2 separate regions of the Mus musculus genome follow, and region 1 is linked to region 2. Evidence: chromatin contacts called from public Hi-C data. All regions are on one chromosome and are shown on one strand. Each heading gives the region's core, a stretch centred on a gene start, on an enhancer-like site or on the middle of the called end of the contact. The rest is flanking DNA. Distances are from core to core; before and after follow the strand shown. Region 1 has its middle 260 kb from the start of Gm13794. Region 2 has its middle 40 kb from the start of Api5.

Region 1 (4,942 bases), core at 1,131-3,630, 650 kb after region 2:
AACAGGTGGTCCCTCTGAAATCGCATGCTAATTGAGCTTATAGAAAAAAAAAAAACAAACTAATGATGTGTTAATGGTTCTTTGGGAGAAATTTGAAGTTAACAGTTTCCTAGGACAGTTTATCACCATGAGTCACTCCATCCTTGTTTTTCTTCTTTATGAATATTAATTGGTACATCACATTAGGAGTATATAGATGAGCTGGGCAAGTGACAGGTCATCTTCACTTGACTTCAAATTAATATGAAGAAGGAAGTGCAGGCATCCTGGTCATAGGGATGCGCCTGGAAAACAAATGCTGTGAATGGCTGAGCTTTGGAGGTCTGTAAGATCTGAATGTTTTCTCTATCCCTTATCAGATTGTTAACTTCAGGTGAAGGCTAACTCCCTTTGAATCTGAAAACAAGATCTCACCTGCTCATCTCTAATCTGGTAATAAAGGCCTTCTGAGATTGTTGTGGCAATAATAGCCTCAATAGTCAGTGTGTGGCAACTGGTAGAATTAATTCATGGGTTTAAGGTATTTTGTGAATTTCAACCAAATAGATCAATCATGTGATTGTTAATATAAATTTAACTGTCAAGTCACTACTACTGTAATGAAAAATTGCCTAGTCCTTAAATTGTTAGTCCTTACAGAGAACTGGGAGCTCACATAGATCTATTTATTACCTGAGTTTCCTGATCCTGAGAGATGAAGTGACTCAAGTATATCACAGAGGAGCCCAGGTAACCTCAGCCAGCACTGACTATTCAGCTACTGTTAGTTCTTCTTTTTGTTTTATTTATTACTGTTATGTGTATGTATGTGGGTTGCATGTGACAGGGCATGTATGTGCCAGGGCATGCTCCGACAGCTTTGTGTTGTCGCTCCTCTCTTAGCACTGTGGTGGATTGAACTCACATAGTCAGATGTGTGCAGAGCAGCAAGTGTCTTTACTGTTGAGCCACCGTACAGCTCTCTAGCTAGCTACTCTTCTTGTCCATGCTCATGCTACAAAGAATAAACTCTGGGACCTGAGGAAATGGGAGTCTGATCACTGAATTAAAACAATTCTGTCTTAAAAATAAATAAGGTAGGGAACAAAAGAAAGTCACTTAAGCTTCACCTATGGAACACGTGCGCGCGCGCGCACACACACACACACACACACACACCTTTTCCTTGATTAAAACATCATTTCTTTCACTCTTCAGTAATTCTATGACTTTCAGTGTTTATTAGCCTGTTAATCTGTATAATTTTTTTTTAGCTCTAATGGTTTACCTAAACGATTACTTTTAAAATAAGTCATAGCAAGTAAATATATCAAAGTACTATAAAAATTGTCTGTAAATTTGTTATTATGATTATAGGGCTTTTTAAAGTAACATTTTTAGTTTTCTCAAATTTCTGTACTTTTTGTTTAAAGCATAAAAGTTTGCTATTTCGCTTCATATTGCAGGTTGACTTTTCATTGTCATTCCCCTGCTATGGCATGGACAATTGACACATAACTGGTACACCCAGTAGACACAGGACAACACAGTAAATGGGTCAAAAGACTAAGTCAATTGTGCTTTCTTTCATAACCACTTTTTTCTTGATTCATCTTTAACATGAAAAACCTGCACCTCAAAGTGACTAAGTACCCTGTATGTTGGTTCCCAACATTCTGTAACTCCAGCTCCAGGGTTTCTGAGTCTTTCTTCTGGCCTCATGGGTCAAGTATACTTATTGTTCACATACACACGTGTAGGCAAACCTCTTATAGACATGAAAGAAAAGTGAATAAATAAATTAAAAGTAAGTAAATCAAATAAATTTTAAAAAGAATTGCATAACATTATGCATGACACCAAAACTATCTCATTGCCATGGTAATGGGGATATTAATTTTTCTATGCCAAAGGTTCTTCAGTAAAGTATGTCACATCTATCAGAACAAATTGTAAGGACACACACTAACTTTTCTAGACCAAGCTATCCTCCTGCTCCAACATGGAAACAGTATCTCAAATAGTGAGACTGGTGTGGTGGCAATAGTGTTAGAATTCATGAGGTTGAGACAGAATGACAGCCATGACTTTGAGGGACAGAGTAAGATTTGCCACCAACCCCTCAAAAAATATCCCAGCTGAAGCTGCAGAATATTATAGACATTTATTTTACTGGAAAATTAGAAATGTGTACCCTATTTTCTTAATTTTTAAGATGTGTCTAGTTGACTCTTGAAAATAAATTTTTAAAAGAGGAAGAAACGGAGTATCCAGTAAGTTTTCTCTTCCTCCAAACAAGCATTGTTCTTGAGCAATAAAGTCTGGCAGATCTAGCAGGCCCCCAGCAGCACTTGCTAATTGACTGTGTTTTGTTCTGGGCTCTCATTGGCTCTTTTCACTATGGCATAAGAACAAGTCCCAGATGGTCCTTCTGAAACTAACCCATGTGCTCCAGGCATTGGCCAGTCCATCTGGCCTTCTATGAATATTAATGGATATTTCACCTGAGCCCTTGAAGTCAACAACAGAAATGTACTTGGTTCTTAGGTCCCCGGAGTTGCCAAAAAATAAATCAGAGAAGACAAAACACTGTGTTCCCCAGATACCAATCCTTCTCTGTTCAGAACTGTGGTAGCCTTTTGTCTTGTAATCTTAGCAGGAGTCTAGGAGACTTATGACGTTACATTTTAAACTCACCCAGTCTCCTTCTTATTTAACTATATGCTCTACCTTTCTTATCCCCCTTTATTCACCATCATGCACCAAATCTCCTGAATTTCAGTCTGTCTTGTGGATTGACTTATGATTTCTTTTATTTGCACTTTAATATGGTGCATGTTATATATTCAGTAGAAACCACAATTTGAATTTTATTTGACTCTTGGCTAGAAGTGTAAGCCAATGCTCACCTTTAATGCTGAACAGAGTAGTAAGAGAGATACAGTCCCACGCATATATACACTTTGACAGAAAGTGTGGACAACTGATTTTTTAGTGAGGCAAGGTCACTGTGGACATGAGGCTGTGCTATTTTTCTGTTATTCCATATTGTGTAAATCAGTGTGTTTTTAGGCTGTGCCTTGCTCTGAGCGGTTCCATTTTACAAGCAGCTTTTGCTTACATTTTGAAGATGGAGGATAACTATATTTTGATGGACATATCAATGAAAACATCTGTCTAGCACCAAACATGAAGCACAGCCTGATCTAAGGCATATTCCTAGTAGTAGGAAGCCACTTTATAAGCTGGTGGGACTGGATTTGGATTGTAGGAGCATATGGACATATGAAAACCCATCCAGGGTAACTAAGCCCAAAAACTCATTTAACACACCAGACTAAGAAAGGGTAAAATTCTCTCACGTGGGCCCATTGACATGTCTAATGACTAAGTTGCATTAGTCAGTGTTCTCTAAAGGACAGAACTGCTAGAATGAATATACATATATTAAAAAATGGACTACACTGGCTTTCAGGATGGCCTTGGTAGTGTGGCTATGTCTGTTTCATACCAAAGAGGCTAAAAGTCTATTGTTCAGAACACAAGGCTCAATATCTCAACCTGGCACTGAATACCTAGAGGATACCTGAGGAGCTGATGGTCTTCAGTTTGTATTAGAATTCTAAACAAGTTTGTCCTAATATCAGCAAAAGAACACTGCAGCAGCAGCATAGATGGATACCCCAGGGATAGTGAGGGCAGGCAGGAAAAAACAAGTCTCTGTCTTCCACGTCTTCGATCTAATAATTAATTGATTGATTAATTAATTAATCTATTCATTGTTTATTTATTTTCTTATTTATTTATTCATTCATTTATTATTTGTTATCATAATTATTTATTTTAAAGCAGATATAAGAATCTTCTTTAAAGTCTTTTGAAAACCAGAGTAAAAATATTTCTTAAATAATTCTTTGTCCTATGAATACCTGTAAGAAAATAACATTGTCTGTGACAAACTTGTCATTTAAAAAAACCACAAAAGCAGAATATTGAGGAAACAAATGTAGCATAAGTGCAGAAAAATGCAGAAATTAATCCACGAAATCTTTAAATTAGTAGCACGATAGGACCCTTAAACTTTGCTTTCTATTGGCTCATGGGACCTGGGTGTGGAGCGTCAAACCTATAGATCTATGTGAAGCAAAAGAATTGACAGGAAAGCTATAGAAACTTTGTTTTTTTGCTAAAGAATAGCAACTTGAACAATAATAAAGAAAATCTAGAAAGGTTTATTTTGGTAAATGATTGTTCTTTCTTTTTCTGTACTTTGGATAAATCAGTTTTCATTTAACATAAGCTTATATGTCTAACGTGTAAATGAATAAAGGGATCTTCCATGTCTTTTGAGATTGCTACTAGAAGGCGTTGCCCATATTGGAGGTGGGTATTCCTTCTCTAAATAACCTGATCAAGAAAATCCTGTACAGGTGTGTTCAGCAGTTTGTGTCTTGGATGATTCCAGAAGCAGTCATGGACAACCAACATTAGTCACCCTAAGACCAAAATGGATACCTAGTCCCTTGATGCAGAAGACCCCATCAATCTGTCATCCAGACACTGTGTAAGTAGGCAAGGGCCTGATAGAAAAAACACTCCTTGGTGTACCAAAGGCTTCTGTCGCACTAGGTTTCTGCTGTTGATGTGACCACTGTAATATCCAATTTCCTGTTTTGCTAGACCTTCTGTTTGTCTCTCTGAACCTTTTATCCATCTACCCTCCAAGGATATCCATTCCTTTTACCTTGCATCTGTAGCTCAACTCTGACCCTGTCTTCTAACTCTACAATAGTAGCAGAAGTGTATATCTCCAGAACCTCCCTCCCGGACTGCTTCTTCTTAACCCCAAAGAGCATCTATTCACATCTTTATTAGTTCTCCTGCTTCACAAGCCCCTGAAATGTTTTGCGCTCTAACTTATACATCCCTACAACCTAACTTTCCTGCATGATATGTGATCTCA
Region 2 (5,526 bases), core at 1,365-3,864:
CTTCAGATCCAGATGTTGAACTCCTAGCTCCTTCTCCAGGACCATGTCTGCCTGCATGCTGCTATGCTCCCCACCATGATGCTAATGGACCAAACCTCAGAAACTCCAAGTCAACCCCAATTAGATGTTTTTCTTTATAAGAGTTTTCATGGTCATGCTGTCTCTTCACATAAAACGCTAAGACAGAAGTTGATACCAGGGGTGGGGTATTACTGGATAGGCTTGCCTGATCATACTTCTGTTTGGAATATGGACTTTGGAACTTTGTATTAGAAAAGCAGTTGAATGTTTTAAGTGGGGCTTAATGCACCATCTTAGTAGGGGCATGGAAGACAGTGGTGCTGAGGGTGACTTGAATTGTGGGGACCTGACTCAAGAGGTTCGGAGGAGACAGGTGTTAGTATGTAGGCTAGAGACTGTTTTTGTGATGTTTTGGTAAAGAATATGTCTGCTTTCTGCCTTTATTCAGAAAGTCTTCCTGAGGATACATTAAAGAGTTTGGGATTAATTGGTTTGGCAGGGGAAGTCTCAAAGCAGCCTGGTATTGACTCTGTCGTGTGGTTACTGGTGTTCACTCCTATACAGTTCTAAAATGAAGGAGAGTGAACTGGGCAAGGAAAGATACCAAATGTGCAGCTTGAGGGGAAAAGTAAATAAAATGGAGCTAAATCCTGTGTTTAAGGAGATAAATAGGTTTTAAAAATCCTGATGTTAAATGGAATAAAAGGATTGGTGATCACAAGGCAAGATCCTACTCAGCTAAGCTTCCAACATGTGAAAAAGAATTAATGAAAAGCCTAGGGCTGTGTTTTAGTGCACATGCATTTAATCTCAGAACTTAGGAGGCAGAGGCAGGAGGGTCTCTAAATTCAAGGCCATCCTGGTCTACAGAGCAAATTCCAGGCCAGCCAAGCTTAGTTAATGAAGAAAACAGAAAGCCGGTAAAGATGTAATTGAAAAAGGGGGTCATGTTCCAGCCTCAGGAAGCATCAGAACTTGGCAGCTTCAGCCATGTGGTTCTGGCTTTAGAGTCAAGGATAGAATAAAGTGGTTATGGACTCTCCTTCCATGACTAAGAAAAACTGTTGAGGTCAGGCATGTGGAAGGGGTGTTCTTGCTTGGAGGCCTAGAGATGCCAATGTGTGAAGCAATGAAGATAAAGCCTGGTGTTTTAGTTGAAGCTTCCATTGCTGTGAAGAGATGCTGTGAAGAGACACCATGGCCAATGCAACTCTTAGAAAGGACACATTTGTTGGAGCTGGCTTACAGATTCTGAGGTTCAGTCCATCATCATCACGGTGGGAAGCATGATGGCGTCCAGGCAGACATGGTGCTGGAGAGAGAGAGAGAGAGAGAGAGAGAGAGAGAGAGAGAGAGAGAGAGAGAGAGAGAGAGAGCAGTGTGTTGTAGTCAATAAAGCTGAAGGGAGCTGGGGATCTGGAGTGCTTTGACATCAGACATGCAGAGTTTGAAGTTTGCCCAGCTGGGTTTTGGTCTTGCATTGGTCCAGCATTTCTTTCCTGTGCTTCCTTCCCCGCTTTATAGAAGAGTAATGCGTACCCTGTGCTATTATATGCTGGAACTATGTGGTCTGCTTTTTAAAATGTGATTTTAGAATGGACTGCAGATAAGAGATTGCATAAATCTCAGAAGAGACTTTGATTATCGTACTTTTAAACAAGTTTGAGACCGTGATAGACTATGGGGGTCTTTTGCAGTTGGACTAAATGCATCTTGCATTATTATGGCTACAAGCCTACAGGAGCCAGAGAGTGGAATGTGGTGGCTTGAATAGGAATGACCCCCATAGACTCATGTGTTTGAATGCTTGGTCCACAGGGAGTGGCACCCTTAGGGGGTGTGGTCTTGTTAAAGTAGGTGTGGCTTTGTTGGAGGAAGTGGGCTGTGATGTCTCAGAAGCTTAGGCCAGTTCTCTGCCTGCTGCTGTCATGCTTCCCGCCATGACTGTGTGGACTAAACCCCTGAAACTGTAAGCCAGACCCAGGTATCTGTTTTCCTTTATAAGAGTTGTCATGATCATGGTGTCACTTCACAGAAATAAAACCCAATTAAGACACCAGCTTAGCCCCATTTCCTGACTGCTCTCTGCTTCTTGCAACATCACCAGCTCCCTCCTGCTCCCGTTACTGTGCCTTCCTGCCATGAAGGATGGTGGGCTTTCTTAAACTATAAGCCAAAGCAAATTTTTCCTCCATTAGGTTGCCCTTGGTCAGGGATTTGGTCATAGCAACGAGAAAAGTAACTAATGAACTTATTTTGTTTTCATTTTTTAAGTATCTGAGTCCAAAGGAACTTAGTCCCCAGCCCCCATTAAGCTGCTGTCCTTTTGCTTTTAAATAGGTCAGTCACCAGGGCTAGTGAGCCTTAGAGAACAGGGCTCCAGGATTAACCTGCCCACAAGGAAATTCTCTTATTGCCTTGGGCTTTCTTAACCTACTAGACAAAGGATGATGACAGAGTTCCATTTACTGTCCTGCAACTCTGGCAAACTGGGTAGATGGAGGCCAGAGAAGCACATTTCCTGTCCAGCCCAGGTCAGCAGGAGTCCTAGGAGGGAGGGTCAGGCCTCCTGTCTTTGGCTCCCACCCATGACTCCTGCTCTCCACCTGCTGCTCTCGGTTATGTGTTGACAAGCCGCTTTTGTTGCCTTCCTGAGGGAGTGCAGGAAAAGCACGTTGGGAATTCAGGAGAACACCGGGGCTCTAACTGCTCCTGAATGAGACAGAATTAGAAAATGGTTTCAAATTGAAAACTTAATTTTCAATTAGTGTACATTCAGGCAGGAGTGGGAGGGATTAGGGGATGGCAGCTTGTTTGGTTAACACACTCTTTAGAAGACACGCTTGCAAGCTATTAGTTAGCTTTCTCCTGGCTCCCCCCTCCCAACGCCTTAAAGTGCTCCCGGCTCCCTCACTGCCTGCTGCATGCTACATCCCAGCTGACTCATGCAGAAGGCAGCAGCTGTAGCCTCTGGAGGTGGGGTGTAGCCATGGGCTCTGAGGACACAGGTGAACTTATCTTCCAATGGGGCCACCTGCTTCTAAAAAAAAAAAACACTTCTGGAAAAACAAGCCAACACATTTCTCTAACATATTTGATCGCAGTGTTGGTTGATGGGCCGGCTCATCTAATAAAGACACCCGTTCACACTTAGGTTGTAGGAGTGCAGGACATACTGTTCGGGTCTGTTCTGCATTAACCTTATCCCAGTCTAGGGGCCCCTGAAGGTTGAGAACCATCAGAAACAAACTTGGCTCAGTGTTTCATGATGTGCCCAGGTCCAGACATCTATAGAGCCAAGGGAAAGCACAGTGCTGAGAACCAGAGAGGCACAGACACCCCAAGTCTCAAGATGATGGCTGACCACCAGAGCACAGGGGTGAGCGCTCTGCTGTTGGCCCTCTCTAATCCTATTTCCTGTAGAATCTGTCAGAGGCAGATGAGATTTTCAGGCTGTTAATCCATTGTCTTCTCAGAGTTCCAGCCCTTGGAATGAAGCAGATTCAATTCCCACCTACAAAGTAGACTCGATTCTCATCTGTTCTCTTTGACCTCTGCGGCACTCTGGGGTCCTGTGACTGCAAGTGATGCACCATTGGGTGAACCTGCTAAGGGTAGATTTAAAGTCTGTGATTTGTGCTGAGAGTAGCCCTGAAGGTCAGAAGGGCAAGAATGAGGTGTGACATTCAAGATATGGCAGTAGGGGCTGTGGGTTAGGACCCGAGTGGTTTTATCTGTCTTTTCCTGCCTTCTTTTCTGCTGTAGATAGTTCTGTCTTCTTCACTATCGCCGACATTTGTTCTTCTTTAGATTTATTAATACCCTCTGGCCTGGGGTGTTCATACAACCAAAGCCCGTTCGCCTTGGTTAGTTGACTTTCAGTGTTCAGCTAGATTCGATGGATGAATGAGCTAACTGTGGAATCCGCCTCTACCAGGCAGCTTCAGTAAACAAGTGAGCGCTCAACAGTGGATGTTTACAAGCCAAAAATCACAAATTCAGTCAGCAGAGCAGTAACTTCATTAGGCGCTTCCCTCTGCCGTTAGTCAGTAAGAGAAAGTATGGGGGCTGTGATTAAACGCGCTTTTCTTCTGTGGCAGGCCACCGCTGTCTGCTTGCTTGGCACGTGCCATTTTCCTTTCTCCTTCCTTCCAAGTCTTCTCACAGCAAAGCTGGCTGCGAAGTCGGGAAGCAAGCATGCCATCTTAGCGCTGACACGGCCGCTGGCTCGACTGATTTGTCACTACGGTTTTTCCTGACTCCTTCTTCAACCTTGGCTCAAATCCCGGGCTCTGAGCTCCAGGTGACATCTGCTCCCTACAGATTGGTACGAGCACATTCCAAGTGCCCTTACTGACGACTCTCATCAGTGAGTACAACCCCAGGCTAGTCTCTGCACCCTCTTCTCATAGGCATAGGTGTCTTTAGCCAGCCAGGTGAATCTCTTTTTCCTGTTAAACTCCTTTCTCTCTAGAGAAGCCATCCGAGCATGCTGTTCCTCCATTAAGTCTTATCATGGCGTTAAGCAAGGCTTGTTAATCCTTTCTCTGCTGCCTAGGCTACTTTCCAGGAAGTGCTGGATTTAATTGAAGAAAGGATGGGAGAGGTTCAGATGCCAGCCCAGTGTCTGTCAGCTTCCAGTCCAAAATAAAGGAGACTAGGAAGGAGGAGTTTAGAAAACAATACTCGACGCCAGACAAATATCGACAAATCTTGATAGCTCAGAAGCAATTGACTTTGAGAAAGTGAAACTTAAATCTAGACTCTTCTGGTTTTGAAAGGGTCTCTGAAGTCTTGTCATCTGCTCCTTTATTTTATAAATGGGCAAAGTCTGCGCTAGAAGAGACTGGAGGGGCTGCTCAATGATGAATCAGGAACTGAAGAGCAAGCCTGGGACTCTGCTGGTCCCTAGAGGCTTTACTTTAGAGACAGTTAGCTCATCATCTCCTCTTTCATAAAAGCAGCTAAGAAGGCTTGAGATTTAAATGACATTTTCCTTATTTACTTTGTGGGGTGTGTGTGTGTGTGTGTGTGTGTGTGTGTGTGAATGAGTGTGCCGTGGTGCGCCTGTGGAAATAAAAGGACATTCCTTTCCTTCTACCACACGGGTCCCTCAGTGGTCAGCCACACAGGCTGCATCTTCATCCACAGAACCACCTCGCCCACCCAGAAAGGGTTCTGAAGGTGGACTCAATGCTTTCCTATCCACAAATTTAAAAAAATTATTACAAAGTTTTGTTTGTATGTGTAATTATGTGCATAAGTCTGTGTGTATATACAATATATACACTCAGTGCCTATAGACTGTATTCTTCTGTGCCTGTGGAGGCCAGAAGAGGCTGTTGGATTTCCTGGAACTGGAGTTATGGATTGTGAACCCATTCTGGTACTGGGAACCCAAGCCGAATCTTCTCCAAGAGCAGCCACTGCTGCTCTTAACCACGGAGCCACTGCTCCAACCTAAACCTCATACAACTTGTAAAGATGTTGATAGGCTTTTACTCA

The links. A called contact is a pair of places that touch in the nucleus more often than the background predicts.
Region 1: a contact with region 2 is called in a Hi-C map of cerebellum, with 3 times the contacts expected there. The contact joins two enhancer-like sites. A contact is called at or near these places in 2 of 15 datasets of contacts at CTCF or cohesin (large pre-B cells and pro-B cells) and 4 of 484 Hi-C or Micro-C datasets (cerebellar granule neurons, cerebellum and cortical neurons).

What each region holds. Positions count from the first base shown.
Region 1 is chr2:95,128,986-95,133,927 of GRCm38.p6, forward strand. No RefSeq gene overlaps it. Among named protein-coding and RNA genes, the nearest start is that of Gm13794, 260 kb to the right of the region's middle. Within about 2 kb of position 2,381, at least 2 of the 459 cell types and tissues checked have an H3K27ac peak or open chromatin away from gene starts, as enhancers often do. A contact at or near this core is called in cerebellum, where this site is marked.
Region 2 is chr2:94,475,852-94,481,377 of GRCm38.p6, forward strand. No RefSeq gene overlaps it. Among named protein-coding and RNA genes, the nearest start is that of Api5, 40 kb to the left of the region's middle. Within about 2 kb of position 2,615, at least 6 of the 459 cell types and tissues checked have an H3K27ac peak or open chromatin away from gene starts, as enhancers often do. A contact at or near this core is called in cerebellum, where this site is marked.